7 separate regions of the Mus musculus genome follow, and all the other regions are linked to region 3. The links are chromatin contacts, called in public Hi-C, HiChIP or PLAC-seq and promoter capture Hi-C maps. All regions are on one chromosome and are shown on one strand. The core of a region is the stretch at or near the end of the contact, and the rest is flanking DNA. Distances in the headings are between cores, read along the strand shown. Region 1 holds the start of Aldh1a3 (aldehyde dehydrogenase family 1, subfamily A3). Region 2 has its middle 20 kb from the start of Gm33570. Region 3 holds the start of Chsy1 (chondroitin sulfate synthase 1). Region 4 overlaps Lrrk1 (leucine-rich repeat kinase 1). Region 5 has its middle 22 kb from the start of Gm33515. Region 6 has its middle 13 kb from the start of Gm33570. Region 7 overlaps Aldh1a3 (aldehyde dehydrogenase family 1, subfamily A3).

The links. Promoter capture Hi-C pulls out the DNA fragments that hold promoters and counts their contacts. Hi-C and Micro-C count contacts between places; a contact is called where the count stands out from the background. HiChIP or PLAC-seq counts read pairs in DNA pulled down with a chosen protein or histone mark.
Region 1: a contact with region 3 is called in a promoter capture Hi-C map of embryonic stem cells. The contact joins the promoter of Aldh1a3 here to the promoter of Chsy1 in region 3. A contact is called at or near these places in 13 of 39 promoter capture datasets (the 3T3-L1 cell line, 3T3-L1-derived adipocytes, the C10 cell line and 8 more), 7 of 484 Hi-C or Micro-C datasets (the HPC-7 cell line, bone marrow-derived macrophages, embryonic stem cells and 2 more), 9 of 115 datasets of contacts at active chromatin or transcription factors (T-cell acute lymphoblastic leukemia, craniofacial prominence, embryonic forebrain and 6 more) and 2 of 9 other capture datasets (adipose tissue and liver).
Region 2: a contact with region 3 is called in an HNF4G HiChIP or PLAC-seq map of pancreatic cancer cells. The contact joins the enhancer-like site here to the promoter of Chsy1 in region 3. A contact is called at or near these places in 3 of 39 promoter capture datasets (the 3T3-L1 cell line, hippocampal neurons and liver), 1 of 484 Hi-C or Micro-C datasets (cranial neural crest), 1 of 115 datasets of contacts at active chromatin or transcription factors (pancreatic cancer cells) and 1 of 9 other capture datasets (embryonic stem cells).
Region 4: a Hi-C map of bone marrow-derived macrophages shows a contact between it and region 3, with 29 read pairs. The contact joins the enhancer-like site here to the promoter of Chsy1 in region 3. A contact is called at or near these places in 11 of 39 promoter capture datasets (the C10 cell line, the HPC-7 cell line, cranial neural crest and 8 more), 2 of 15 datasets of contacts at CTCF or cohesin (CD8 T cells and large pre-B cells), 3 of 484 Hi-C or Micro-C datasets (bone marrow-derived macrophages, embryonic fibroblasts and embryonic stem cells), 18 of 115 datasets of contacts at active chromatin or transcription factors (the 230-238 cell line, CD8 T cells, bone marrow-derived dendritic cells and 12 more) and 5 of 9 other capture datasets (adipose tissue, embryonic stem cells, liver and 2 more).
Region 5: a promoter capture Hi-C map of the HPC-7 cell line shows a contact between it and region 3, with 6 times the contacts expected there. The contact joins the enhancer-like site here to the promoter of Chsy1 in region 3. A contact is called at or near these places in 8 of 39 promoter capture datasets (the 3T3-L1 cell line, 3T3-L1-derived adipocytes, the HPC-7 cell line and 4 more), 4 of 484 Hi-C or Micro-C datasets (the HPC-7 cell line, bone marrow-derived macrophages and palatal mesenchyme) and 5 of 115 datasets of contacts at active chromatin or transcription factors (embryonic forebrain, embryonic hindbrain, embryonic stem cells and 2 more).
Region 6: a FOXA1 HiChIP or PLAC-seq map of pancreatic cancer cells shows a contact between it and region 3. The contact joins the enhancer-like site here to the promoter of Chsy1 in region 3. A contact is called at or near these places in 6 of 39 promoter capture datasets (the 3T3-L1 cell line, embryonic stem cells, hippocampal neurons and 1 more) and 1 of 115 datasets of contacts at active chromatin or transcription factors (pancreatic cancer cells).
Region 7: a contact with region 3 is called in a promoter capture Hi-C map of the HPC-7 cell line. The contact joins the enhancer-like site here to the promoter of Chsy1 in region 3. A contact is called at or near these places in 15 of 39 promoter capture datasets (the 3T3-L1 cell line, the C10 cell line, the HPC-7 cell line and 11 more), 1 of 15 datasets of contacts at CTCF or cohesin (the NIH/3T3 cell line), 108 of 484 Hi-C or Micro-C datasets (the 4T1 cell line, the 63-12 cell line, the AML12 cell line and 68 more), 18 of 115 datasets of contacts at active chromatin or transcription factors (the 230-238 cell line, T-cell acute lymphoblastic leukemia, bone marrow-derived dendritic cells and 15 more) and 3 of 9 other capture datasets (adipose tissue, embryonic stem cells and liver).

Annotation. Positions count from the first base shown.
Region 1 is chr7:66,425,780-66,429,554 of GRCm38.p6, reverse strand. Aldh1a3 (aldehyde dehydrogenase family 1, subfamily A3) reads left to right here and starts at 2,078. Exons shown (of 13, transcript NM_053080.3): 1 at 2,078-2,241. The coding sequence starts at 2,143. It overlaps Gm33515 (a long non-coding RNA gene), which reads right to left and starts at 908. Exons shown (of 3, transcript XR_391552.2): 1 at 819-908; 2 at 1-40.
Region 2 is chr7:66,599,641-66,603,443 of GRCm38.p6, reverse strand. No RefSeq gene overlaps it. Among named protein-coding and RNA genes, the nearest start is that of Gm33570, 20 kb to the right of the region's middle. Within about 2 kb of position 2,248, at least 56 of the 459 cell types and tissues checked have an H3K27ac peak or open chromatin away from gene starts, as enhancers often do. A contact at or near this core is called in pancreatic cancer cells, where this site is marked.
Region 3 is chr7:66,107,379-66,111,687 of GRCm38.p6, reverse strand. Chsy1 (chondroitin sulfate synthase 1) reads right to left here and starts at 2,196. Exons shown (of 3, transcript NM_001081163.2): 1 at 1,461-2,196. The coding sequence starts at 1,777.
Region 4 is chr7:66,368,035-66,371,787 of GRCm38.p6, reverse strand. All of the region lies in intron 2 of Lrrk1 (leucine-rich repeat kinase 1), which reads left to right. Among named protein-coding and RNA genes, the nearest start is that of Mir7057, 12 kb to the left of the region's middle. Within about 2 kb of position 2,502, at least 99 of the 459 cell types and tissues checked have an H3K27ac peak or open chromatin away from gene starts, as enhancers often do. A contact at or near this core is called in adipose tissue, bone marrow-derived dendritic cells, bone marrow-derived macrophages and 6 more, where this site is marked.
Region 5 is chr7:66,448,554-66,452,898 of GRCm38.p6, reverse strand. No RefSeq gene overlaps it. Among named protein-coding and RNA genes, the nearest start is that of Gm33515, 22 kb to the right of the region's middle. Within about 2 kb of position 2,313, at least 96 of the 459 cell types and tissues checked have an H3K27ac peak or open chromatin away from gene starts, as enhancers often do. A contact at or near this core is called in 3T3-L1-derived adipocytes and the HPC-7 cell line, where this site is marked.
Region 6 is chr7:66,567,298-66,571,247 of GRCm38.p6, reverse strand. No RefSeq gene overlaps it. Among named protein-coding and RNA genes, the nearest start is that of Gm33570, 13 kb to the left of the region's middle. Within about 2 kb of position 1,792, at least 14 of the 459 cell types and tissues checked have an H3K27ac peak or open chromatin away from gene starts, as enhancers often do. A contact at or near this core is called in pancreatic cancer cells, where this site is marked.
Region 7 is chr7:66,402,612-66,406,508 of GRCm38.p6, reverse strand. Aldh1a3 (aldehyde dehydrogenase family 1, subfamily A3) reads left to right here. Exons shown (of 13, transcript NM_053080.3): 9 at 351-535. Among named protein-coding and RNA genes, the nearest start is that of Lrrk1, 16 kb to the right of the region's middle. Within about 2 kb of position 1,543, at least 23 of the 459 cell types and tissues checked have an H3K27ac peak or open chromatin away from gene starts, as enhancers often do. A contact at or near this core is called in CD8 T cells, the HPC-7 cell line and liver, where this site is marked.

The DNA of each region.
Region 1 (3,775 bases), core at 829-3,328, 320 kb before region 3:
CTTGAACATCGAAGCTTCTCCCTGCCTGCTGAATGACAAGCTGAGGGGTGTGGAGGAAGAGACTTCCAGTCAGGACAAGCCCAGAACCAAGCCCATCCCCCCCCCCTGACCTGCTCTTTGGGAACTGCCTACTACAGGGAAGGTCTATGGTTGAGTATTCTGCTCTGACCTCCCGGTCACATGGGAATCAGTAAGAGGGGGAAGGTGAGCCAGTCTGTCTGCCTGTGGTCATTGCCAATGGCTCCAAGGCTCTGCAGATGCCACAGTCAGGAGGGAGTCTTGGGGTTGGAGTTGAGGCAACCTGCATTGTCCAGTCTGTGCCTGGCAGAGTGGCAGCTGCCCATCTTAAAAGATTCTTATGAACAAGGAACTGAGTTTTAATTCCCAAATCCATTTGCCTCCCCTACCAGTCTAACAATTATTTAATAAGTTCAATGTCCTCTGTACATTTTTGGAGTTTGTATTTTCTTAAAGACCCTTCAAAGTGATAACCAAAGTGATAACCAGGGTAGCCTTGAAGGACAGGAGTTCTGAGACAGCCTTTGGTCTCTGTCCCCTGCACAGAGAAGGGTCTTTCAGCATTTCAAAAGCACCCAGATGGCAGGACTCAGCATCCAGGGGACCTAGTATGAGACACCCCAGATGTTTACTATAGACCAAGGTGGGAGTTGTGGGACCAGCTACATGTCCAGGGAGCCCAGAAAGAGCAGGAAAGATGGAGGAAGAATGTTGGTGACCCTAGTGTCAAAGGAAGATTCTCAGAAGCCTGTCAGTCCTTGCTCATTTGGGGGCCCACAGCCCCCCATCCCCACTCTCACCTGCATGCTCAATCCTTAATAGCAGGAGATTGTCTGAGAGGGCACAGCTCAAATAGGGCCTTCTGAAGGTTTACTGCTTATTCCACTATCCAGAAGGATTCCTAGTGACAAGACAGTGAGGAAGGACATGGGGAACAGAAATGGAGGCTGAGTCCTTAGAACAGGCAGAGGGAGGTACCTTACACAGAAGCACATGGCCAAATCTCTCTAAGGACTAAACCCCCTCCTCTGTGGGGAGTTCAAGCCTCACCCCCTGATGCAGCCACCCTACACGTGGGTGAGACACTTCTCCGGGTTTCGGATGAAGCTTAAGTCTTAAGTCCTGGGCTGAAAGAAGCGTTTCCTAAACGAGTTGGACATGCCTTTCCCACAGCCCCTCTTGGCAGTTCTGAGCAACATAAACATTAAGAGCTTTTAGTCTGAAAGCAACTAGCTGCAAAGATCTCATGTTTTGTTTTGGGGATTTTTTTTCCATTTTTTTAAAACGGAAGTTTAATTTGTGCGTTTGAAAAATTAAAATAATTGCCTCCCTAGGGTTGTGCGTACTTATATGAAGGTCACAGGACCATCAGCCGCAAAACTCCATAAGGCTGCGCATAAGAGCTGTCGCTTAGCCTGCTGTCGTGGGTGTGACGGAAGTTTCCTGCCAGCCAGGCTCAGAGTAGACCTCCTCCGCTGGCGGCCCTAGCTTGGGAAGGATGGAGCGCAGGCTTCTGGCAGTTGGACCCCAAATTGAGGCAGCCACGGGTGGTGACCACAAGACGTCTAGATCCTGGGAGGCACAACGCAGGGTCCCGGAGAGAGCGCTCACTCCCGCCGAAGTTTTGGAGAGCCGCTGCGGTGGTCCGGGGACCGCAGGTGCCTCTGACAAAATCTCGAGATTGCCCAGAGAGAGGCCTGTTACTGCGATCGCTACGAGCCGGCTCCCTGCCCTGACGGATGTCCGACCCTTGGGAATTCCCGGCCTTGGTGCCCCCGGCCCCCAAGTTCGCAGAAGGGCAGCCTACTAGGCTGCGGAAGCCCGCGGTGTGGCCGCCCAGCGATGCGCAGACAGAGCTCTCTGGCCGCAGCCTAGGTCGGTCTGGGACCGTCCCGCTCCCGGAGGGGCAGGGACAACAGGAGGGGTAGCAGCGGCGGCCGGGTCCCCTCCTCCTCTCCCGCGCCCGCCCTCCCTTCCTCCGTCCTGCAGCCAATTAGGCGGCCCCCTTGGGCGGGAGGCGTGGGGCGCTGCATAAAGGCGCGGAGCTGTCACCCAGAGCAGGCTGCGCACCGCCCAGGCCAAGCTGGTGCGTCGGGGACACGGACCGGAGAGTGCGAACCAGTTATGGCTACCACCAACGGGGCTGTGGAAAACGGACAGCCGGATGGGAAACCGCCTGCCTTGCCGCGCCCCATCCGCAACTTGGAGGTCAAGTTCACCAAGGTGAGGAGGGTGCGCTGTCGACTCGACGGCCTGGGACTCCTGCGCCGAGCAGCCTGGTAGGGAGAGTGGGGACCAAGATACAACCGTGCTGGGAGTCCGCAGGGAGCTGCCCACACCTGAGCGTCTCTGGTGGGGGCCGGCTCCTTGGAAACTGCACTTTTTTGAGGGGCACCCCAGAATGGAAACCTGCACCTCTGGCTGAACGATCTAAGCCTCAAAGCCAGAAGAGGAGCAGGAGCGATGCAGTGAGTGCAGCGCCCACGGTGCGGGAGTTGCAGCCTGCAGAGCCGCCCCCACCCCCACCCCCAGTGTCCGGGCCACCGCCCACTTTGAGTGCTGGTGCTTTTGGTGAATGGGCATAGGGCGACTTCTTGGTAGAGGGCTTTCTGGGCTGAAGGACCTGGGTTAGGGGGCGGGGGAGGGGGGCTAGAGATACCTGAGCACTCCAGGATGAGTTTGAGGCACACCAGGAACTGCAACTTGGAAGTAAGTCTTCCTGGGCAATGAGAGAAGGGTCTAGTACCCCGTCCGTCCTTCCGTCCGTCCTGTCCATTGTGTTCAGTCTGATCCCAGCTTACCAGGAGAGCAGGGGAGGAAAGATGGACGTCATTGAGGAGTACTCCTCAAGGCCTCTCGATCTGGGCCCAGGGAAGGAGCTGCGGGTTGAACAAGACCATAGGCAGGCCTGGTGGTGTTTGCCCTTTCCTGGGAGGCTGGAACTAGCATAGTGGTGAGCTCACCTGCCCAGAGCTTCAGGGACAATGATGTCTGGGAGCAGAGAAGGCTCAGAGAGGAAGAACAAGTCTAAATTCAGAGATGCGCTGCTCTGACTGCTAGGTGTACTGGCGGGCGTCTGAGGGACCACAGCGCTCCATCGGCTTCAGGTCTGGAAACCTCAACCCCTCTTATTTTCCTGTCTTGTCCACCGAGCTCAACTCCAGCTGACACGATGCTAAGAAGCCGCCTTCATGGGTTTTTATTTTCAAAAGTAGCAATTATCCCTCTTGAATAATTTTAATCAAAAGGTGAAAGTGGCAGGTCGCTATGTGTGGGCTTCAGATTCTGATATGTTGGTACTTAGTCCCCCTGAAGTCGGCCGTGCCGACATATAAATTGCATGACATTTACATGAACTGTTTTCCCAAGGAAGGCTCTGTAATCAAGAGAGGCACAGTCCTGGGAAGACTGAAAGTTTTTTAAAATGTAGTTTCCTCGATCGTGTCAGCTTCGGAGGGAGAATTTCAACATCGGGGCTGGGAAAGGAGCAAATAATGGCTTCATTTTTCAGACCTCATTTCGATGATCCTCTCTTGCTCTGGCGGTGGCTGTTCTGTTTTGTTTTTTACAGTTCTGTAAAAAACACCACAGCAGCCAGAAAGTGAGCAGGATCGCCTCTTCGCTTAGGATTTTACGGAATCCTCCCACAATTGTCTGGCTACAAAGCAGGAAAAGTTTGCCTCTTTTTAGGCGATTTCCTGGAACACTTTAAAGATGCAGCCTTTATGGTGAGGATCCTGGGAGATTGTCAGAGGAG
Region 2 (3,803 bases), core at 999-3,498, 490 kb before region 3:
CTTGATGAGCAGACAATAGCCTTTCTGAAAACCATGGAGAACAGCCATGTGTTACTCAACAGAATTCCATTAGTGCCGAAGCAGATAAGGAAGAGAAAGACACTGGAAGGGTCTCGGCAAGGAACGGTCCATGCCAGGATGTGACATCTCACATTTAGCATTCATCGGGCACCGTTCCTCAGAGGGAGTCTCTGCCCTCAAGGAGATGTAGAGAGCCACCTTTCTACTCTTTGGTCTCCTTGGAGCTGTGCACCTGTGGAGCATAACCAAGCATGATCTCCAGGCACCTTGACAAGAAGGATTCCAGGGGCCATGCAGAAGGAGACCACTCTTCTTTTGTAGTTTCTTAGTAGCTTATATCTGATGGCAGCTTTTGTGGATGAATTTTAAAAAGAATCAAAAATAACAATAACAAGAACAACAACAGAAATAACACTTTCTGTGCAGTCCTTGTCTAGAATAAAGAAACTTCGAAGTCTTAGTAGGGTAAACAGCAACTCTGTGGGGGCATATTGAGTACGAACTTCATTTGAAAGGAGTCTTTTAAATAATGGCTTCACTGGAGTTCTGACCACGTGCTACGTAATGCTAAGCACTTTACCTGACCTTGTAATGTTCAACTCTCATGGATCCTTCTCACATGATGGCAGGTACTGTCACCATGGCTGTTTTAGAGGCGAGGGTTGGCTGGAGGAAGTGGCTCTCTCCCTGGGTAACATGGGTAAAATGGTAACGTGAGATTCACACATGGGTTTGTATGAGTCCAACATCCATACCTTTCAGGTCTGCCCACTCGACTCTCGTGTCGACAGTGGCTTGAGGCCTGAAGGAGATGGTGGTTTCAGATGGACATCCAGCAAGCAGGTCTTCACAACTGGTAGAACACAAAGAAATGGGGGTGGGATGGCAACAAGAAGTGGATGTAATGGGCTTGATGGGTGGGAAGTGACCGGGACTGGCCAGTATCAAGCAGCATTCCTCAGCAGGAATCATGGATGGCAATCAGTGTGTGGGATTGTCTTGGGCCCCAGAGGGCAACTCTCACACCTGGACCCTGCCACCCAGTGCCAGTTGCCACCTCCACCCTTGTATCAACTCAATGCTTGCACGCATTTCCAAACACCCCTTCGGGCACCCCAGGCTCAGAACCAGAAGAGAAAATGAATTTTGAGAGTCCAGTTAGACTGTGATCGGGATTAGATGAAGAAAGGCCTTGAAAACTAGACCAACTGAGTCTGGTCCTGAGACTGGAAATAATGAGAAGCCACTGAAGGTTGATGAGCAAGGAAGAGTGTGTGGTGGGGAGGGCAAGAAAAGGGGAGAGCCCAGACACTGTAGACAGCAGACTCTCAAGGTGGCTGGCAATCCCTGTGAGTCATAGACTGTTTATCTGCTGTGGTCAGTCTTGTCTTCATGGGAGAAATAACCCAATATCACCAGCAGCAGAACTGGTAATAAAACTGAAGGGGGTGGAGCTCCCCTACCATGCTCTAAAGGAGCCAGGGCCTCTGCTCAGGTCATAGAATTAGTCCTTTTTTTGTTGCTGTAGTAAATACACTTGAGTCCAGGTGGTATATAAAGCCATGTTTATTTGGTTCACTTTGAATGATGAATGTCCAAACAGCTTAGGTTCAGTTCTGGTCAGGGCCTGTCTGGCTATCTGGCTATATTGTAACAGGACAGATGACATCTTGGTGGGAGCTCATGAGAGAGGGAGAGGACACATGGCAGCATAAATGAATAGATAATAGATAGATAGATAGATAGATAGATAGATAGATAGATAGATAGATAGATAGATAAAAAGGAAGTCAGTTCTAGAGACTGAGAAGGAGTTGAGGATACAGGGTAACTACACTAACCCTTCCCCAAAGCATGCTTTCAAAGTGCTAAGACCTTCCCGCTAGGCCCCAAGTTTGAATTGTCTACTGATCTGTTAACATCCTCATACTGAGGAGAATCAAGCTCTCAGCATATGTGCCCCTGGGGCACACACCTAAACCATATGCCCACCTTAGCAGTAGGACGTTGAGACCACCTATGGGAAAGGTTGAATCCCCTGGCTATCACTAACAGGAAGGAAACGGGTGGGGAAGCAGGGGTGAAGATGACTCAGAGCCTTGCCAACAATGATTTCCTTTGTTTTTCAGTCCGGTTTGTTTAAGCTGTCCCTGAGCCTCCTTCTCTTTATCCAAGAGGTCATTAAACTTTGTCTTGTAAACTTCATTGCAGGGCTAACTTGCAAACTGGGAACAGACCGTACCGGTCCTTGAGCCAGGCGTCTCAGGAGCTCCGTCCCTACTCATAGCTCTGTGAAGCCTTAGCTGTGTTGTTGTGATATGTTTAGGCAAAGAGAAGTACAGTCTTGTGGAGCTGGAGAAGGAGGACTTCTGAGTCCACCCCTAAAAGGTCTGGGACAGACTAGAGAAATGTGTGTCTGTATGGGTCTTCGATGAGGAGAGCTCTACTGGGGACAACTTGGGCATCACTCTTTGGCCTGAAAAATAAAATTGCTGCAACTGCCTGCATCCCAGTGACCAGACAGCCTCAAGAATGATATGTAGCTTTGTTTATAAGGAAGAAAAGCCAACCCTTGAGAAAATTCCCAGAACAATGATTGTAATTCATGACAAGACAGAGTATGTGAGGTTTTTCTGGCGCCTTAGCTCGTGTTGTTGATATAGGACCGTGTGGGATTTTCTTTCTCATGCTCTGAGGAAATTACACATTTTTACCAAAATACTGACTTGAAAGACAGGAAGAAAGAGAGAAAGAAAGAGAGAGGGGGGAGGGAAGGAGGGAGGGAAGGAGAGAGAGAGAGAGAGAGAGAGAGAGAGAGAGAGAGAGAGAGAATTCATGCCTCTTTGGGGAAGATTGAAAAGATTCTAACTCAAGAACACCCTCCACGCCCTGTCGGCTGGGCTTCAGGTTATGGTCTTCCCCCCTCCCCCGTCCCTGAGTGGGGCTTATCCTGAAGTGTCTTATCACATTGGCATTGGATTTACACTCCAGGGAGGGGTGGGGTAGATCTTGTTTAATACAATTTTTAAATTTCTTATGTCTTTCAAACACCCACAATGATATGACAGCCAAAGAAATCTTGTTATGGATTTATTAAGGAGCGCCGTCCCTGGATGTATTCCAAGCTTTTGCCAGTTCTGAAAAAGTTTGGCCAAAAATATTTGGCCTTCAAATATTGACATTGTCACAGTCTCTCCCCCCTCCTCTGACTCTCACTAATACATGCTGGACTTTTCTGTCTAAACTCTGTCCTCCATAGCTCCATAGTTCTGTTACCCTGGATTATTGTTTAAGGACATTTATTTGCTTGGGTGACAGATGAGGAGACTTCAAGGTTTTCACTGGCAGTCATTCCCCCCTTTTAGATTCATTTACTTTTATATGAGTACATTGTTGCTGTATTCAAACACACCAGTAGAGGGCATGAGATCCTATTACAGATGACTGTGAGCCACCATGTGGTTGCTGAGAATTGAACTCAGAACCTCTGGAAGAGCCACCAGTGCTCTTAACCGCTGAGCCATCTCTCCAGCCCTGTTTTATTTTGGTTCATTTTGTTTTTTATCTCTACTCCATTCTATATGATTTCTATGGACCCATCTTTCCATTCCCCAACTTTTTCTTTGACTTCGTCTTGCCTTTTGTAAAACTGTTGACTGAGTTACAAAGTTTGATCATGGTGCTTATTTCCTGGCAATTCCATTTGGTTCTATCAAGTTTCCCATGGTGCTTTAATAGTTTACTATTCTTTTTTAAAAGCTTCAAATACCATTCTGTATTTT
Region 3 (4,309 bases), core at 947-3,446:
TTTTTAAAAGATTTATTTATTTATTATATGTAAGTACACTGTAGTTGTCTTCAGACACTCCAGAAGAGGGCATCAGATCTCGTTACGGATGTTTGTGAGCCACCATGTGGTTGCTGGGATTTGAACTCCGGACCTTCGGAAGAGCAGTCGGGTGCTCTTACCCACTGAGCCATCTCACCAGCCCTGGTCCTCAATTTTTGACAAAGATATTAAGTCAAAGAACATCTGGAGAACTATAGCCTACTTGCTCTCAAACTACTCCGCTAGTCCACATACAGCCTGCCACCTGTGGCCTCTGGCCATTCAGAACTGTTCTTAGCACGACGCAGCCTCTGGACATTAGCAGCAGGAATGGTGGTCAAGCCTTTAAACGCTTTAACTGCTCTTTCCTCAATCCCTCACTTGAGTTAAAGAAAGAAGAGATCCAGCCATGCTTGTTTTCTTATACCGTCTGCTGCCTGAAAACTTAGACCAGAAACTGGATTCAAAAGCCAAGTTATAAAAGCACTGGTTAAAAAATGTAAAAACAAACATCAACTAGTATAGCCCTGCTCACAAAGCTCAGCCCCAGAACATCCGTGCTCTGAAACCATTCCTGCCACTGAGTCTCTGCCTGGAAGAACGCCAGACTTCACCCGTACAGTAAAGGTTTTTGTACTTCACACACACAAAAGTTTCCACGAGTCCCTTCCTTCACCTGGGTCTACCCCTCTTGTATTTCAGATTCACTTCAATGCAAATACAGTTCTAACCATGCCCTCCACTCTAAAACCATCTCCTTTTCTAAAGGCAGCTTTGGCTAATCCCTTTGTTAATCCTGAACATGATCGCTGCCACTTCTACTGACTCCTTTAGCCTACTAGGGCCCAGTTACTTCCTACCACGCATACGCCTTGGTGGCTGCGCTGGGGAACACCAGGCTGCAGTCTTACAATGACTAAATCGATCACACAAACTGTTTTTCCTCAAGGTTCTTTTTCTCTACTTAACAAACCAGAGTGTTGCTCAAAGGCAGAGTGGAAACGCTCACCAAAAGTGAGAATCTTAAAGTACAGTACGGAGGAGCCCTAGCCAGGTTAATTTAAGCGGGCTCTCCCTTCGAAATGACAAAGTGCCTATTTTAGAGACTCAAATTATAACTCTGCCTCCACTATCGCAGGTACAACATTGAATTTCGCCACCACCTTATGGGGGAGACTCGTTCCTTTTAACAAAGAAGTCTTGAACACAGAAAGCTTACGTGTCTCCCTGGAGATGAGGTTGAGAGGCACACACACTGAGGCCAGCGTACTCAATCCCAAAGCCTTGCCCTTGAGAGATGCTCACCATCCTAAGCCCTGCTGCCTTTGCGCTGAGCCGCTGGCAGCTACCAGAGAAGCCTCCGGGGAACCCGTAACGCCGCCCGCCCGCCAGCCAGGATGCCGGATGCAGGCGATGGCATCCACGAAAGGGGGGCTCACCTGTAGGCGGCCACGGCGCGGGTCTGCAGGTATTTCTGGGCTGTCATGACTCCCACGAAGAGAAAGTTCCTGTCGCGCGGGACGCCCTCCGCGGCCGAGCCCTGCGGCCAGAGCTGCGCCCCGCGCGCATCGCCGCGCGCCCCGCCGGGCTGCGACGCCTCCTGCCCTGGCCGGCATCCCTCGGGACTGGGGCGCCGCCGCGGGCCCACTCGCTTCAGCTCCGAGGCGCGGGGCAGGACGAGCCGCGAGGCCAGCACGAAGCCCAGCACGAGCCCGAGCAGCATGCTGAGCCAGGCGCGCCGGCCGCGCGCGGCCATGCCCGCGCCCCTCCGCCCGCCGGGCCGCTGTCCCGCTGTCCCCGCCGCAGGCTCCGCGCGCCCTCAGCCCACCGCCCCCGCCCGCGGAGGCCAGCCCGCCCTAGCGCCGCCAGGCCCGGCCCGGGCAGCGCCGCGGCCGCCGCGGGCCCGCCGCGCCCATCGCGGCTCCCGAGCCGCCCGCAGGCCCCGCGCCGGCGCTTTGTTCCGCGCGCCCGCCCGCACCGCCGCGGCCTGCGCCTTTAAGAGGGGACCATGCCCCGCGCGCGCGGCCGGCGACTCCGGCGCGAGGCGACAGCGGCTCCCGCGGCTCGCGTCCCCCGGCTGGCTCGGCTCGGCTCGCGCTGCGCCCGCCCTCTCGGTGCCCTGCGCCGCCTCTGCAGCTGCACATCCTCCGGCTTAGCGCGCCATTGCAAAGGAGCCCCTCACGTCACGCACCGCGCGTTAAGAAGCGGCCCGCCGGCGGCGTGCCGTGGCCCCTCTCGGGATCCGTCCGCGCCTCGTGATTGGCGCAAAAGTGAATGGGGGGCAGTTCACGTGGCCAAAGTTTAACCAAAAAAAAAAAAAAAAAAGCACCCGCCCCGCAGTCTGCGGCCAGGCAGGAGGGGCGTGGGATAGCATCGACGACAGCGGGGCGGGCGTCCCTCCAACCCCCACTGCCCGGTACCCGCGGCCACGCCCCCGTCGCCAGCATTGGGAGCCGGCGGTCCGGCACCGCACGTGGACTGAGTTGACCGGCTCCCCAGATGCCCCGAGAGCCGCCACGCCCTTCCCTCCCCGGGCCGACCTCCCGACTCGGTGGCCAGGACAGCGGGGTCCACACTGCAGCTTTGTACGCTGCAGGCGGGGCTGGAGCCACACACGGCCACAGTTCACCTAGGAACGCTAGGGGATTTGCGGGCTGGGGAGCGAAACGTGAATTCGCTAAGTAGCTAGGGCTGCCCTCGAACTCAGAGAATCTGAGATCTGTCTCTGCCTCTCGAGCGCTGGGCTTAAAGGCGAGCGGCACCAAGCCCGGCATATTAGTTTTTTAAATGGATATTGAAGAGATGGGTGGGTGAGTTACCACTAGATGATAAATACCTGTATTTAGTCCCAGTGAGCAGAGAGCTGGTTAGTACCCCCCTCACCTAAGTCTGTCAGTATTTTTAAGAGTAGATTTATAAAACGGATATGGATTGTGTACGTGGTGTGGGGGATGGGTTCTCGGGAGCCATACACCTAGTTTTTTGAAACAGGATCTCTTACTATTCTGGAGGTCTCCAAGTAAGTTAGGCTCGCTGAATGGATTTTTAAGTTGGATACCAGTTTCCCTATATTTGCTCTGTCTTAACTTTTATACGTTTTGTTAAAAACGAAAGCCCTTCAACTTGGGTGCCCACATGACAAATGTTTGTAAATACCAATTTTATTTCTTAGTCACCAATGTGTTAGGATTATAATCGCAAAGTAGCCACTTGGACCTGCTCTAATAGAGCCCAGGTGCTAGCTGAAGCTGCAGATCGTTTTGAACTCCAGATCCTCTTGCTTATGGAACTGGAGTCACCTGAATTCCAGGCCTGTGTGCTACCAGCCCTGGTGCCAGGGATCAGCCACTGGACCTCTGATACACTGGGCCAGTACTCTATCCTCTGAACTACGGTCCCAGAGCCTAAGAAGTTCTCATTTAATCAATCAAAGAAACAAACAAAAAGATAGAAAATGGGGCTGGAGAGATGGCTCAGCGGTTAAGAGCACTGACTTCCAGAGGTTCAATTCCCAGCAACCACATGGGGGCTAACGACCATTTGCAATGGGATCCGATGCCCTCTTCTGGTGTATCTGAAGACAGCGACAGTGTACTCGTGCATAAAATAAATAAATATTAAAACAACAACAAAACAAGAGTGCTTCGAGTGGGGTGGGGTGGGGTGGGGTGGGTGGATGGGCAGCCTATTCTTGTAGCTCCTTTTCATGATTAATAAATCAAACAACAGAAATATTCCAGTTTAAGCCACAAAGCTGTGTGAAGCACAGTCCTCCCCACCACTGAATGGTGGCTACTCCTGTTTATTCTTTGGATAGTACCACTTTCTTTGACACGTGTGATTTATTTCAAAAATAGTTCATCGCCTCCCCTCCCCTGACTCTCCCTGTAAGAGATGGTCCACATCTAAGGATAAAATATTCATTGTGTAGTGAAGACCAGATTCCAGCAGTGGTCTCTGGGAAATACAGGACACCTAGCCATGAATTACAGGCTGGGAAACCATAGAGAAAGGTTCCAGTAAGACCATAACCACAAACACCAAGACGTCACCAGAGCCCCCAAGTTCAGCAGCTGCCCCATAATTCATAATTCACACTGATTTACATAAAGCGCAAATCTGGCAAGACACAGATGTTGGACGCTGTGACATAGTCAATGCCCTCACTATCTTCAAGCCTGCTTTCGACGGGTCTATATTTTCTAAACTTAAGTCCAATGAAAAGACAGGAATGTGTGTGTGTCAGGAATTTGCTGAGAATGTTGAACATCTTGTTCCCAGCTCCCCG
Region 4 (3,753 bases), core at 1,253-3,752, 260 kb before region 3:
GGTAGGTTCAAGACTGATTTCTTTGCATCCTGAAGCCAAAATGTGTGGTGTCTTCAGCTGTGGGTTCCTACCATGTAGCTATGATGGGCGCCCAAGAGCAATGGCAATAACCCGTGTTGTTTCAGGTGCCTGTAAAACCTCCCTGACCAGTAACTTGTAGGGAGGCAATCCATGGCTGGCGCTGAGATTTTCTTTTAAAACACACGAGTAGATGGCATTGGCTCTTAGGTGTGGTAGACCAGAACGAAGGGGCCATGAGGAGGTAGAACAAACATGTATTGACTATACTAAAAACAACAGAGAATCCCTTTGAGAATTTATGCACTGTATGTCAAAGCCCGGTATGAACCAGGCTTGGAAAACCAGAAATGTCTTCCTAATGCTTAGAATCCAGGGAGGAATCACATCAAGCAAGAACTAATTAGCCTGATAACAATATACACTCCGTGATTGCCTAGGTTTGTCTGGCACGCTCAGCTGAGCATTCTTCTTGCTTCATCCATGCGTCTGCTCCCTCAGTGATCTTCTGTGTGACTTTCTCCTCTTTAGCACAACCTACAGTTGACAGTTCCAGAGTTCAGTGGCAGGAGCTTCTAGGCTTTCAGAAGGCTCCAGCCCAGAACTAAAGCAGCCGTACTTTGACCATCTCCTACAAGTTAAAACAAGCCAGGAAGCAAGGTCAGATTGAGCCTACATAGGAAATAGGCTCTGTTTCTGTCCAGGATAAAGGGCAACTCTTCGTATGGTATTGATTTTTACTTACTGTAAATCATTTCGAAAAGATTTAAAGTCTACAGGAGGATTGCATAGGTTCTATGTAAATACTGTATGACACTTGACACAAAAGCTGTCACATCCATGAGTTTTGCCATCCAGAAGAAGCCTGGATCCAATCCCTCCAGATGCCAAGGATTGACAGTGCCTGTCACATTCTCTAAGGAAAGACATATAATATTTTGCCTACTTAAACAGATGTGGGTGCTGGGAATTGAACTCAGGATCTCTGGAAGAGCAGCCAGAGTTCCTAACCGCTGAGCCATCTCTCTAGCCCCGACCTTCTGCTTCTTGATTTGATTTTGTCTATATAGTTTTCCAGTGTTTTAGCATAATGGCATCCGGATTCTTGCAAAAAAAAAAATTTAATTGTTACTCTCGACATAAAATTCAGAAGCTTAAAAGAAAATACAATGAAAACCTTGCCTTCCCACCTTCCCACCCACTCCCTGTCTTCTAGTTTCCTTTTCTTCCAAAGAACAGACAGATGCCCGCTTCCCCTTGCTACTTTTTAAGCTCAGAAACCACAGGTTCTGTCTACTGCACACAACTCTGTGAGTCTCTGTTCTCATCTGATTTCAGAAGCTAAGCAGGGTCGGGCCTGGCTAGTGTTTGGACAGGAGGAGCTATGCTTTCTTAAGCTTGAGTTCACAGTGGTGGCTTTCTCATCCATAAACCTTTAGCCTGTGTAACATTTTATGCTTTCTCTCCATTTAATGTTGTGTGTGTGGTGTGTGTGTGCATCACAAAATGAAAGAGACTAATGTAATAAACTCCATGGTGTCTGTCACGTGGCGTCAGCTAATTTACACTTGGCCCGTCTTGGTCTGTGAATGCTCTACCTCTCTCCAGATGCCTGGGACCTACACACAGATTTACAACTTCAGAAGTCTAAAAGCATTCAGGGCACATTACATGCATACTTTAAATTTTTTTTAAAAAATTCCATTAATATTATCTAATCGGTATTTGTGTGTGCCTCCTTTATCTATTCACTCATTTTAACTACTGTTTTTCTCCAGTTCAGCTGGCTGGTGTTGTCTCTGTGTCCTGTAGAGCAACACTGTCCTAAGACTCTTACTTTCTATTTTCTCCCTCATTTCTGTTTTCTGTGCAGTTTCATTGCTGATAAATCCACATGATCTTTGCCGGTTCCCACTGTCTGGATCTTGGCTTTGCATTCTTGTGTGGGCTGGCTTGTTTTCCTCTTCCCCACGGTTTCTTTGGACCTGGAGGGCTGGATAGATTCAGGGAGATTTGTTGGCAAGAGCACCAGGGGTCTGTGCATGTCCCTCCTACTTTGCCTCAGGAGTTAAAGAATGTCTGGTGTCTCTCTTTGATATTTAGATTTTTTTTTTCCCAGAGATTTTTTAACTGGTGTCATTATTAAGGTCCTGATGGGTTTTCCAGTGTGTACACAGTGGGAAATCCTGGCTTTGATCCCCAGTTCTTTATGAAACCAGGTGTGATAACAAATACCCATAACCCCAGCACTCAGGAATCAAAGGCAGGAAGATTAGAAGTTCAAGGTCATCTTGACTCTGCAGTGAGTTGAAGCCAACCTGGGCTACATCAGATCCTGTCTCAACAAGAGGAAAGGGTGCTCTTAGATCCTTCTTCAGGGATTAGCAGATAGGCATCTCTAGGCAGCATCTTCTCTGTGCTTCCTTTGGTGTCAGCTATGGGGGAATGTCAGGACTCTTGGCTCTTCCCTGTTTGTTTTTCTATGGTGAGTCAGCTCCTGAGTATCCTTCACAGGCAACCAATGAGGGCTTTACCCTCTCAGTATCACTATGAGCTAAATTGTTCCTCTTTGGCTAGTAGGCCCCTTTGGTTGCTTCCTCTGTGTTTGGCACAAACCATCTGTCAGAGAGTGGCCTTGCTTGCTTACCTGACAAGGTTGTACTTACCCTATCCGGGACCTGGAGCTCAACGCCTCTTCGAGAAGTCCCATTTTTCTTGGCTGGTCCCATGACTTTATTTATTTTATTTATTTTCTATTCTTTGGTGCATGCTTTGTCTTGTTCCAGCTGCTGCTCATGGTGCCTCATGATTGCTTCTCTCCCTCCCACCTCCCTCCCTCCCTCCCTCCCTCCTGCCTCCCTCAATCCATCCCACCCCTTGGCTTCCATGTCTCAATTTTGGTCAGTCTGTCTTTCCTTAAGATTTTATTTCACTACTCCTTTAATGGAGCTGACTTGGCTTTTTTTTTCCTTTCTCTTTTCTTTATATTTTATATTCTTCTTTCTTTTTCTACATTTCCCACTTCCTTTTCCAATTTCTTGCCTAGTATCCTGCCATTTCTGAGAACTTGTCTTAATTCAATTTGGGAATTATTCTCACCGATTCAATTATATTCTTAGAGTAGATTGTATTAGATAATTCTTAAAAATTTTTATTTTTATTTGATTTTTTGAGAATTTATTTATTTAATTTTATGTATATAAGTGTCTTGTCTGCATGTATGACTGTGTACCACATGCAAGTCTGGTGTCCCCAGGAGGACAGAAGAGGGTGTCAGATCCCCTGGGCCTGGAGGTATGGATAGTGGCCATCTGCCATATGAGTGCTGGGAATTGAACTCGGATCCTCCATAAGAGCAGCTAGAACTCTATCCCTGACCCATCCCTCCACGCCCACTTTTAAAATTTTTTTATTATAGACTTATTTTGATAAAAAGGAACCCACTCCTTTTTCAATCCGTGGCTCCACCTGTGCATTCAACTGAGTGTCAAAAATAAGCGTGGGAAAAAAATGACCTCTGTGTTGGCCGCTTTCAGAGCCCATGCTCGTAAGGCTTCCCATAGGACAATTATTAGCTTACACTTACGTAGTGCTGAGTGTCATCAGTAACCTGTGGATGCCACCTGCACGTGCTACATCATTTAATAAAACAGGTTGAGTACCTGCAGATATTGGTGTGGAAGGGCAATCCTGGACTCCCCTTGAGTACATGTGGGGACGGGGCAACTGTGCCCT
Region 5 (4,345 bases), core at 1,064-3,563, 340 kb before region 3:
CCCGGAAAGATGGGAATTCATAGGATATCTTTAGGAAAACCTTCAGATAGTTTTTTAAACCTTCATATATACGTTATAAGAGGATGCTTTCCCAGTGTTGAAATACCCGAGCAATTCCCCAGAAAGTATACAACAATTTACCTCTGACCTTCATTATGAAATTTTTATTTATTATTTTTATTTATGCACGTGTGCCTCTGTGCATTTATACAAACCATGTGTGTGCAGGTGCCATTGGATATCAAAGGGTGTTGGATGCTCAGGAACTAGAGTTAGTAGGTGCTGGAAGCTGAACCCTGATCCTGCTGGAGAAGTAAGAGTTCTTAATCATCAGGCCGTTTCTCCAGCCTTGCTATTGGTGTTCTTAAACAGTGGGTTCCATCCCTTGGGTAACAGTGGGCTGTACAGTTAGTAATCACTAGAAAGTCAATAGCAGATGCACTCCTGAGGGTGATGGGAACTGTTTGGGGTGTTAAACTTTGAGTAGCACCCGTACAGCTTGCACAGTTGACTCTGACTGTCAGAGGTACCAGGAAGCTTCCGGCTGTCCTGCAAGTCCAGGGGGTTGAACTCAGGTCTCCATCTCCCAAGACTCCCACCCCTGTTCCCTGCCTTCCAGTTTTCCCAGTTACTACATGAATCAAATTACAGGCACCTCTGCTGGGTTTCCTGTGAAATAACAGATCTTACTGTAACCAAATATTACCATCTCGAGAAACCCTTATGCAACCAGCAAGGACGCTCCATTCTCAGGCAACAGAGAAAAGCCTCTTTGTTCTGAGGTCGAACACCTGGAACACGTTATCCAGGGCAGTCACAGTGGAGAGGGGGCTCTGAGAACCCAAGGCTGTCCTGTCTTTGGAAGGACGGGCCACCTGATGCTGCTGCCTCCTGGCTGTGTTTGGCCCACTTTCATCAGCCCCTGGTCCCTGAAGCAGGGAGTGGACAAAGGAGAAGCTGCTGTACAGCCATGGAGAAGGACCATGCTGATACAATGCACTGTGGTACAGCACTTAGGGCACAGAAGGGAGGATCAAGGGCTCAGAGACAGCAGGTCTGGAGTCTTCCCTCCCATCCCAGCAGTCTCCCACTCTCTAGAGCAGTTATCTGATAAGACTGTATGTCAGCTGTGTGAGAGGCAGCTACTCCGTGCGTTCGGGATCAGCTCAGGCTTGAGGACACTTCTCTTGGAAGCAGAGAAGCCCAGCGTCCTGTCTGTGTTTCGGAACATTCACGTTCCGGAAGAAAGCTTTGTCTCCATTCTTCTGAGGACTCACCGAAAGGGAACAAGCCAAGGGTTCAGCAGTGAACCTTAGAGATAAGAGTCAAAGCTGGGTGGAAAGCTCAGGGCGATGTGTAACCAACCATGACCGTGGCCTGCCTTTATGAAAGGCCAGCAGGACAAGCAGGCAGCATTCCAAGATAGATTTGGCTTCAATCACAATATAACTTTTTGAAGATAATACCCCAGTTTTGCTTATGTTAGTCTTAATATAACCTTAGGCCATTGCTGGAAAGGACCTTCAGGCTGCATGGTATCTGAATGGAAGTGGGTAGTATTCTGTCCACATCATCAACTTAGGCCCTCTCTCTCACCACTCTCTCAGACCTTCAAGTGTCCAACAGTGCCCTGGATGGAGCCAGACACAAGCAGGTGTTGAGACAGCCACAGAGCAAGGCCTGAATAATTATTTTTCCAGCAAGTTCTGAAGATTCCTGAACAGACAACTTAAAAAGAGATATCATAATGACAGCCATTTGCCTATATAATGAGAGATTTGATATAGCCAATAAAATGCCCAGTTTTGAACATGCATCTAAACCTGTTTATAAGCACATAGGCTTTTCCCTATGCCAGCTGACAAACAGACAAACTAGAATGCGTCCTTGTGCTAATTTTAATATTATTCATCACATGTGGAGACTGAAAATAAATCAAGGGCTGGGATACAGCTCAGGGGTAGCTACATCTTGCCAAGCATAAGCAAAGCCTGGCCTCCCAACACAAATCAATCAAGTAATGAATAGCCAACCAGTTGGTTCTCACACAATCTTCCATGGTTATTTGGGAGAACAAAGCCATAAATATGTTAGCCAGAAACGTAGGAAGAGCACTCCTACTGAACTATGACTACTATTAAGAGTTTTAAAAGATTTTAGTGAGTATAAATACACAATACACCTTAAGAGGGACCGAAATCCAAGCCGCTTTTGAGGCTTGTATCCTTCACTCCCGTGTCCCAGCACCCACGCCTGGCTCACCATTTGAAAGTGCATTGCTTGCTTCTGAACTAGGGCGAAGGGTGCTGCCTGCAGAGCACTCCCTAAAATGATGTGGGGGGGAGGGGAGGGGCTGCCCATTCATCATTTCCTGTGTGGTGTCAGATTTCACTCGGCAAGTGCGTTTTCATTCATTTAAGCTGATCTCTCTGGCAAGAGGCATTTCAGCCGCTTCATCCCACCCTAAAGCAAGTTTAATTTCCTTGATTAAAAAAAAGTATACCCGTGTACAGCATGTCTCATGAGGCCAGAGAGGGACATTAATGAAGAGTTTTCCCTTTGAAATAAAATATACAGATTTAGTTTCCCAGTGTTTCTGCCCCCCCCCCCCCCCCCCCCGCTCTCTTAGTTTTCATGTCATATCCGATATCACAGAGCCTGGCAGCAGAGGGAAGGGACGCCTGGCAGCAGCGCTTCTCATGGGGGCGTTCTCTGGGCTTGTGGGCGTGGCATAGATGTTATAGGAACAATGAGAAACCAGGAAGGGATCCACTTTTTACCCATCCTGATGGAAGAAATGCTGTCTGGGGTAGAAGTGGAGGTGGGGAGGGCGAGGGTAAAAGATTATTATCAAAAGCATCAGAAAAAGAAAACATTTCTGGCTCTTGAAGTTTACTGCCATTCAATGACCTCTCTCACAAAGCTTTTTACCTAGAACATTCGCACCAGCTACAAACGCTCGTGAAGAAACAGCGGTTCTATTGACTAGGACTCGAGGCAAAACTAGAAGAAAGGCATGTTTTGTATGTATCCGTATATTTATGTCTTTCAGGGGATCATGTACGCTGATTATTATTATTTTTACCACGATGTGCAGAAATTGCTCAAACTGATATATAATTAGACATTTAAAAATATAAACTATCCTTATTTAAAGCTCAGACCCACACGTTTATTTTTATTTATCCAGAAGACTGAAACAACATTTTTTTTTAAGTTTCTTTTCTTGGGCTTCTTGTTCAAATATATAATTAGGCAGTTTTTGAACATACCTAATAACTGAGAGGTGACTGAGGGAGATCTTTCCAAAACTTAAAATATAAATAAATAAATAAATAAATAAATAAATGAATAAATGAATAAATGAATAATAAAATAAAAACTGGTTAGAAGCTGTTCTCACCACCTTTCACCTAGGTCAGGAGCTTAGCTATTCACTTCCTGAAGCCAGACTGTAATGAGAACTCCATGCCGGGATATTTGAGAGCTGAAACTGCTGCTGTTCAGACCTCAGTGCGGGGGAAGGGGCAGGGATCCCTCCTCCGAGAGAGAAGGTTCTAGAACGGAATGCCACCTCCCCCAAAACTACTTCTTCCTGGAAAGACTCAAAATCCAGGACGAATGTGACATGTGTACTATTTTCGTTTGTTTGGGAGGAGAGATGGTCAATTCTTCATTGCTAATGGGAAATGTCTTTGAACGCTCCAGAAAGATGCAGGGCCTATGAGCGAAGCCACTGGGGTTGGTTTCATTTTCCTCGGTAGTCATGGTATGATATAAAGTGAACACATCTCTCAAGCGTTTTCCTGGGTTCTCTTTGCCAGGGCTGGGGCTTGAACGTAGGGTCCTGGGCATGCTAGGCGAGCACTCTACCACGGAGCTACATCTCTGGTATCCTCACACAGTCTGCTGTTTGCCTTGTCCTGTGACCAACACCAAGATCAAGGGTGAGACGGGTTTCATCTCCTAAAGGCTCTCAGCCCCTTCCTGTGAGCACCCCCACAAGGACACTAGAGTCCTGACTTAAACCTGACTTAAATGGGGGTCATAACTTATACATTCTTCTCTGGATGGCGTCTCTCTCCATGAGACTAGCATCTGCAGTCCTCACTTGTCCGAGGTTAGACTCGCGCCCTTCACTGTGTGCGCTTTCCTTTGTGTGGACACTACAGTCAGTCTATCTAGTCTGCATTTCATTCACATTCTAATAGCTCCTCATGAAGTGAATCAGCTTTCCGTAGATGTCACAAAACACTGAATAAACACCTTGAAAAGAAGGGCTCCGTATTTTTGGTTTTTGGTTTCAGAGGTAGGCTTTTGTTTGACTCTGTTGTTTTTGGCCCCG
Region 6 (3,950 bases), core at 543-3,042, 460 kb before region 3:
AAGAGGCTCTACAACTAGGCTCATAGCTCAATGCTATATGAGGTCCAAGAACAAGAAGTGACTTTGAGCTCTTTGAACCAGCCTACTTTTCTGGATGTTCATATAGTGGCTGCCAAGTCACCCCACCAAGAGTGGAGGCCTCCCTAAGCAGAAGTTGCCCTCACCTTACTCCTTGGTACCTACTCAGTTAACAGATGGGTTTGGACTGTGACATACACTCTCTTGGGTCAGGGAAACTCTTTCAAGTAGGGTTAAACACAGAAGGGAAGTGCAGTCCAAGAGGTTCTCTAAGTCCTGCAGAAGAGACCCAGTAGGCTGCCCCCCAGCTGGGAGCAGATTGACGAGTGTCTATAATAGGTGCTGGGGGGTGGAGGGGGCATCTCATCAGATTGCCTCCTACCTAGAAGGTTTCCCCATCCTATGGTGCTTTCCATTCTCACAGGGCGATGCTCTCATGCACCAAGTCTCTGGGCTGTAGCCAGCACTTGCCATGGGCGTAACCTGGGCACCCACAATACTGTCAGAGGACATCTAGGCTCTCCTACTACCCATGGAACATCCCTGACATTTGGGGACTGTTCCCGAAGGTCCTAATTTGTTCTTCCCATGACTTCAGTAATATGACATTTTACTATGCATTTATTGGCTTGTTGACTTTCCTGAGCCTCCTGTCCAGAAAGCCAGAACGAGAAAGACATAAACTTTGCCCCTTCGGTTCTTTCCCACCCACAGAGTAACTGCCTCGAATATATCAGATCCTAATCCTTAGATAGCATCTTATAACCGAGGTTCTCAACCCGTGGGTGGCGCCCCCTTTCCCATGGGTCACCTAAGACCATCAGGAAAAAAAAAAACAAATCCAAATATTTACATTATGATTCATAACAGTAGCAAAATCACAGTTGTGAAGCAGCAATTAAAGTAACGTAATGGTCGGGGGTCAGCACAACCTGAGGAGCTGTATTAAAGGACCACCGCATGAAGAAGGTTGAGAAGCACTACCCTAAGAACCCTTGTCTCACCCTTCAGCCTTGGAGACAGACTTGGAGATGTGTGACTGGCCCAGCAGCATGCCCCGCTTTTGAGAGCTGACTGTAAGAGAGTAATGTTAGACTCTAGCTGCTGCTCAGGTCTCAATACTTCATAGCAGCTCCCCCACACACAGATAGTACAAGCACTCTACCGAGACCTTGTCTGTGAGTTCCCATTAACACACTTCCCAAAGCCAGGAGCCCTGTCACCCAGGAAGTGGGTTTACATCAAAGAGACTACTAGCCACACATCCTGCTCCTTCCATGCTTCCCTGCCTCCTGCCTGGGATTCAGGCTTGTACTGGGACATCCCACCATCCTCAGGAAGGTCTAAGAGACTTTCATCTTTTCTACAGAAGCTCTGATTCTCCTCAGAGACCCACCATGCTGTCTCAGGCTCTGGGACCCACACTATGCTGTTGCCTCTCTGTCTATCCATGGGGTTAATAACTCTTCTAATAAACTCCCTGTTCCCAATAATCCATTTCAGTGTTCCCCTCCCACACCCTTTCACCGACAGGGGAGGCCACAGTCAGTCAATAGATATATTTATTTGGCTGGGGTCGCTCTGTTGCTTATAAATTAAATCAGATGCTGATACTGTCACCAAATTTGGGGAATGTCACATAAAACCAGGATTTCCAGCCCCTGATGAAAACCCAGACATTCTTTTCAACCCCAGCCGCATCTCTGTGTGGCTCACTGGTTGGGACCAGAATGCTGGTTGTTAGGCTTGGACTCTGCCCAACACCCAACCCACTGCTGACTCCCCTGCCTCCTCAGACCACAAGCTTCCCTGGCGACTGACTGTTGCCCCGCGCCTCCTACATGGCGAATCTGGACTGGCCTACCCAGGTCCCCCGCCAGGCTATAGCTCTCAGCCTGGACCACTGTCTTTGGGAACCATGACCCTCTGAAACACAAACATCACTTGGTGGCTTTATTGGAGTGTCCATCTCTCTCAGTCGAGACATAGAACTTCCGGAATCATTCAAGCTGACCTTCCACACTCCCAGAGACGCAGAGACAGCAGGATCCACCTTAGCTCTGACCGTGGGTCCCCCCCGGAACGGAAATCACCAGCACAGGGAAGGAGTGCTGGGGACAGGGCTCTTTGGGGGCATGCCCACAGGAAAGCCTGAGATTTGGAAAATATGGGACTTTGGGTCTAAAGCTCAAGTGCTCCTGACCTGAAACCATTTTTTTTTTTAAACCTGAAGAGTACATTGCTGGATACCAGTTGACCCTGGCTCCATATTATACCCCATGGCCCCATGGTTCCAAACAAAGGTTGAACTGGCACTAGGCATGGCTGTCTCCTCACCAGGCACAACTACAGTGGCCCAGAGGATAGATCTGATAGGGAATCTACTGAGTGGGGGCCCTAGGAAATGAGCTCTATCCACAGCTGCTGTCTATGGAACCGTGGAACAAGTCTCCCCCAGGGCTCTGGAAAAGGAAATTTAAAACACGTGTCCAGGCCTTAATGAGACCAGCGAACTCCTGAGGGTCCTCCTCCAGCTAATGTGTGTTAATTCTGAGGCCTTCTGCCTAGGGCTCTCTAGCGCTGGGAGGGTGGGGGTGATGGGGTGATGGTAGGGAGTAGGGTAAGATTATGAGGTGAGGAACACACTCAAGTAGCAAAAGCTGTGTCATGGCAGACAAGTTGCTTAACCTCTCTGAGTATTTCTACTTGGAAGTTTGGGGTGCTAACTGACTGAAAGAGGGCTGTAGGGATGAATTGAGACAAAAAGCATGTTTGTGTCATCATTTAACTGTCATGTGTAGACCCATATTTTACCTAGGGTTGGGGAAATCAATGTCTGGAACTGAGACTTCCAGCTCCTTACCAGCCCTGCTTGAGAACCGCAGGGGTGGGGCTAAGTCAACACCCCTAGACATTCCAGCTCTTTCTGTAGTCCCATAAGAGTAACCCACTGGAATGAGTATCCTGTACAAGAATGTGCACATAGAGTCAGTCAGTACACACCTTTAATCCCAGCACTCAGGAGGCAGAGGCAGGCAGATCTCCGAGTTCAAGGTCAGCCTGGTCTACTGAGTGAGTTCAAGGACAGGCAGGACAACACCGAGAAACCCTGTCTTGAAAAAAAAGGCAGCAACAACAATAACAATAATAATGTGCACATAGATGCATTTATTATGCTAGACAAATGTTCTGCCGCTATGCTATGTTTCCGACCTCTCTGACTCCTCAGACTTGTGGTCAGATGTGCACGGAAAGGCAGCTAGCTAGACTCGGACTTCCAGGGTAGCAGTTAAGACCATCAGGTACGTTCAAGTCCCAACCCCTGATCCCAGACCCAGTATCGGATCTTCACCCTCAGATGGAGCAGCTGCGGAAAAGAGTCCCAGCTTACCTCTGACAACTTGTTGGCTACTTGTTTTTAACAGGATGTCCCCAGGGGGGAAAAAGTGAGCTAAAGATTTCTTCTGTATTCTTGAGAAAACAGGGATTTTTTTTTTTTTTTTTTTTTTTTTTTTTTTTTTTTTTTTTTTTTGCCAAGCCACGGAGAGCCTTATGTATATGTAGGGTTCCCAAGAGGACAGCCAGAGAATGGGTCCCAGTGGTTAAGGACTGAGCACAGAGAAAGGAAGGGTGTGTGTACCTTGAAGCTACTTGCATGCTGGCTCTTCTATTCTTGGTAGAGTTAAGATCTCCAGGAAGTCTGGCATTCATACCTGTGGCCAGGTAAAACTTTGCCAATGTGTTTCCCTGTGAGAAAGTTGTTGTGTGAATTCCTAAGAAGGACAATGACTGCTGTTTCCTTTCTGTTGTCTGAGTCTTCTCCTAACCGGAGACTACATCAAGACAGTCCCGTAAGGACTGTGTGCTGCCTCAGGTGCAAGCTAGCACCCTGATCCCATCCCATGGGGAGGAAGCCTGTAGCATCTGTTGTT
Region 7 (3,897 bases), core at 294-2,793, 300 kb before region 3:
ACTGTCCTGGTCCAACCCTGCTGAGATACAGTCAGTCCCTCTAGGGACAGGAAAGCTGGGGTGGGGAGTTCTATGGACAGTTAAACTGGAAAGTGCTCCCACTGGACACTCATTAGCACATTAAAGGCACCAAGAGAGCCTGAGTCTCCAGACTTACTTAACTCTGACTTGGTGAATCTAAAAATCCTTCTCCCCGTCCTCTCCTTTGGGAAGCGCCAAGAAAGAAAAATTAGTTTCTGAAATGCAGTCATCTGGGCCCTGTTTTCTTGTGGGGGTAATTAGAGTTGCAGCTGTCAGGCCTGTTGTAACAACTTAATCGCTTCCTCTTGCCTCCCCCGACCCACCCCCAGTGGACTTGGCCGTCGAGTGTGCTCACCAGGGAGTGTTCTTCAACCAAGGCCAGTGCTGTACAGCGGCCTCCAGGGTGTTCGTGGAAGAGCAGGTCTACGGGGAGTTTGTGAGGAGGAGTGTGGAGTTCGCCAAGAAGAGGCCAGTTGGAGACCCCTTCGATGCCAAAACGGAGCAGGGGCCTCAGGTAACCCACCAACAGACATGTCCCCATGTGTGGTGCTCCTGCAGGGACTGAGCTAGGCAGAAGCATGGTCACAGACAGGATTCCCCCTCCAAGGAAAAGAACTGGCTTGTGCTGTCCACTCAAAGCTTTTCTTTAGAAGCTGATAGAAAAAAACTGTTTCTGTGAGGAAATGGAGCGGTATCCTCGGGGAATCAGGGAGGAGCCAGTGCATCCGGGGCACGAGGCTATCTGCCGTAGCCATATCGGGAAGCCTTCACAGCCTTCTTGATATGGTGGCCTTCAAAGCGGGGGAGGGGGGATAGAGAGAGTTCCCTGAACCCTGCCGAAGAGGGAGACAGTCAGGGCAATGACTGACAAGCTTGACTCAAGGGCCTGCAAGGCCACATGCACTATAGCGTGAAGTAACCCTCGGTAACCGGAGGGTGAAGAGACTCTAGGGATTGGGCTGTATCCTGGGTAGTGGGAACAGGTTTCTGCAAGCCTGGTTTGGGAATGGGAATAGCTCCAACCAGGAAGTTTGTAAAGCGCACGCACGTCTCCACTGCAGTAGAGAATGGTGGCAACTCTGTTTTTGTCAGACTCCTGCTTAGCCCTCAGGTTTCCAGTCATATCCACGACTTACTCCCTGCTGTCTATCCTAGAGGCACACTGGATTGGCACCAAATGTTTACACAGGATACTTCTGAGCCCAAAGGAGGTTCTGTGTTGTTTGTTCCAGCCCTTAGTTTTCTCATCTGGGAAATGGGAGTAAATGGAGGGTATAGCATCACCAGGAAGAACTCAGCAAAGGCAGATATGCCCCGACTGGCAACTCTCTGACCTAGAAGATGCACATCCCCACGTGATTTCAGGGCATCCTTATCAGTTTTGCTTAGCTATTCTGTGTGGATGCTGGCTGGACAAGAAATGGAGGAGGATTTTCTGTCCAAGGTGACACCAACCTTGACTGCAGCCCATGTGCTCTGTGGCACTGGTGTCACATGTCCCTGGTGGGGAAGCTGTGTGCATTCCTCATGCCCAGCCTCAACCACAAACTCTACAGTCCTGTCACAGGGTAGCCCATGGTGTCTGTGCACACATGACCACAAACCAGTACTGAATCCACAAATTGTAGCATTGAGCTGAAATAGATGGGAAACGTTTTCTCCTGACGGTTCTGTCCTTTTCTTCCCAAATCTCTGGTGTGACATTTCCGTGGAGTGGGTCGGGGAGGGGCTGTTTGTCCATCCCACCTGGGCTCTCTGTGCACAGTCCCTGTGGAACTCACTTACACTGTCTAACCGGACACTAGTTAGGATCCTGTAAGTGTTCTTTCCCCTCCCCCTCTCCACAGACCTGTAAGGTTTTACTCTGCAAGGCTGTCCAGCTGCCTAAACACTCCTGTGTGTCTCAGGCCTGTGGAAGAGCTTGCTGACCTAGATCAGGGGCTGGGGGCTGGAGACCGCTTGCTGGAACATTCCATCATCTTTTGGGTTAACTTGGCAGCCGAGCAAGGAAGCCACCTGGCCTGCTCGGGATCCGGAGGCGTCCTCTGCAGAGGTCCTGTGGGGGCCATCTTTTCTCACTTCTGGTGCTGTGCCCTGCCCTGTCATTTCCCTTCCTGCCAGATCTTCCTTCCTGTACTGTAGGCACCAGCTGACATTTCACGGATGGCTATTAGATTTAAACAACGTGTTTATGAGGGCTCATCGGGGGGAGTGGAGCATGGGTGTGTAGGGGTTCTGACAGGGACCCATGCTGCCTGCAGAACAGATGGGGTCTGCCGGTAGAACTTAGTTCCAGCCAGCCAAGACCTGAGGCCTGATGAAGTTCCGCCAATGAGCTATGTTGGCCCCCTAGGAGGAGAGAAGGGTTTGGTTACATAAGTACTCCCCCTCCCACATTTAAAAAATGTTTTTAAGTGACATTTATTTATTTACTTTGTATGTGTATACATTTGTGTATGGGAGGAGGGATGCACATGCCACAGCAAGGATATGGAGGCCAGAAGCCGCCTACTTCTCCTGTGTGGATCTTTGCTGGGCCCAGGATTCAGCTCCAGTTGTCAGTCTTGACAACTAGCACCGTTATTCACTAAGTGTCTCGCCAGCCCATCTGGGACTTTTGAACCAAGATGTGGTTCACCCAGAGAAAGACAGAGAAGGCTGGGAACTGGACGTGTTTGGGTTTCTTTCATTACATTTTGTGGGCATGCAAGCATATCGCTCTAGACCCTAACCATGTACAAAGGACTACAGTGAAGGGGTTCACTATCTCCACTCCCACCCATTCTCACCTCTCCCCACATCGGGGCTCCCGTATGGCCTTTATTCCTGGAGTTCCCCTCCAGGATTTCCTTGCAAATGTGATTATGTGCTTGGATTTCCTCCCCATCTCTGTGTGCAAGAGATCATGTTGGCTTCACTATTTGATTCTTTATTGTTTCTTAGGAAGAATCTCAAAGAACTTTCTGGACCTGAAATGGGTTTATTTACTTTTTTTGCACCTTTACTGTCTGTGGGTATTTGTGTTTGCATGCATGTATGTTTGTTCATGTGTGTGTGCAGCCATGTGCACATATGTGTGCACATATATTGTATGTTTGTATGGAGGCCGGGGTCAAGGTCAGGTTATTTCTCTGTTGATATCCACCCTATTCTTTTAGACAGAATCTGTCACTGAACCTGAAGTGCGCTGAGTAGGTAAGACTAGCTGACCAGCAAGCCTCGGGGAGCATTTGTCTCCACTTTCCCAGTGCTGGGATTATAGGTGTGGGTCACTATGTCCAGTTCTTCTACCCCCGCCCCCATGGATGTCAGAGAGCCCAAGTCCTCACGTTTTACTCACTGAGCCATTTCTCTATCCCTGGGTTTTGTTTTTTCCCATTTAATGTTTCTGGAATGAAACCAAGCCTCCTATCTGGATGTCTCAGTAACCTTTGTCGCTTAAATTCTGTCTCTCTCAGCCTGGGACAGAAGGAGCGGTCTGTCAACCCAGTCACAGTAGGAACATATGTATTTGAGGAAGAAGACAGGAAGATCATCTTCCCTGTTGAGCCATCCCCAGAAGGGGTGACCTTTTGATATCTGGATAAATACTGTGTCCCCCAACTGGGTGTTAATCTGTGGCGTGTGGCCTAGGGCACCTTCTAGCCAAGGAGAGAGCAGAAGGTGGAACTTTGCTGATCAGTTCATTCCCCTCCAGCCAAGAAGCAGTACCCAGACCCTACTGTGAGGCCCAGTCCACCGTTCCCGGGAGTTCTGAGTCCTTGCTCCCTCCTCTGCACCATGATAGGATAATTCCAATGCGAACCTACCCTAATCTGCGGAGCGCAGTAAGCAGGGCAGAGTTATCAGGCAAATACACCACCACTAGACAAATTT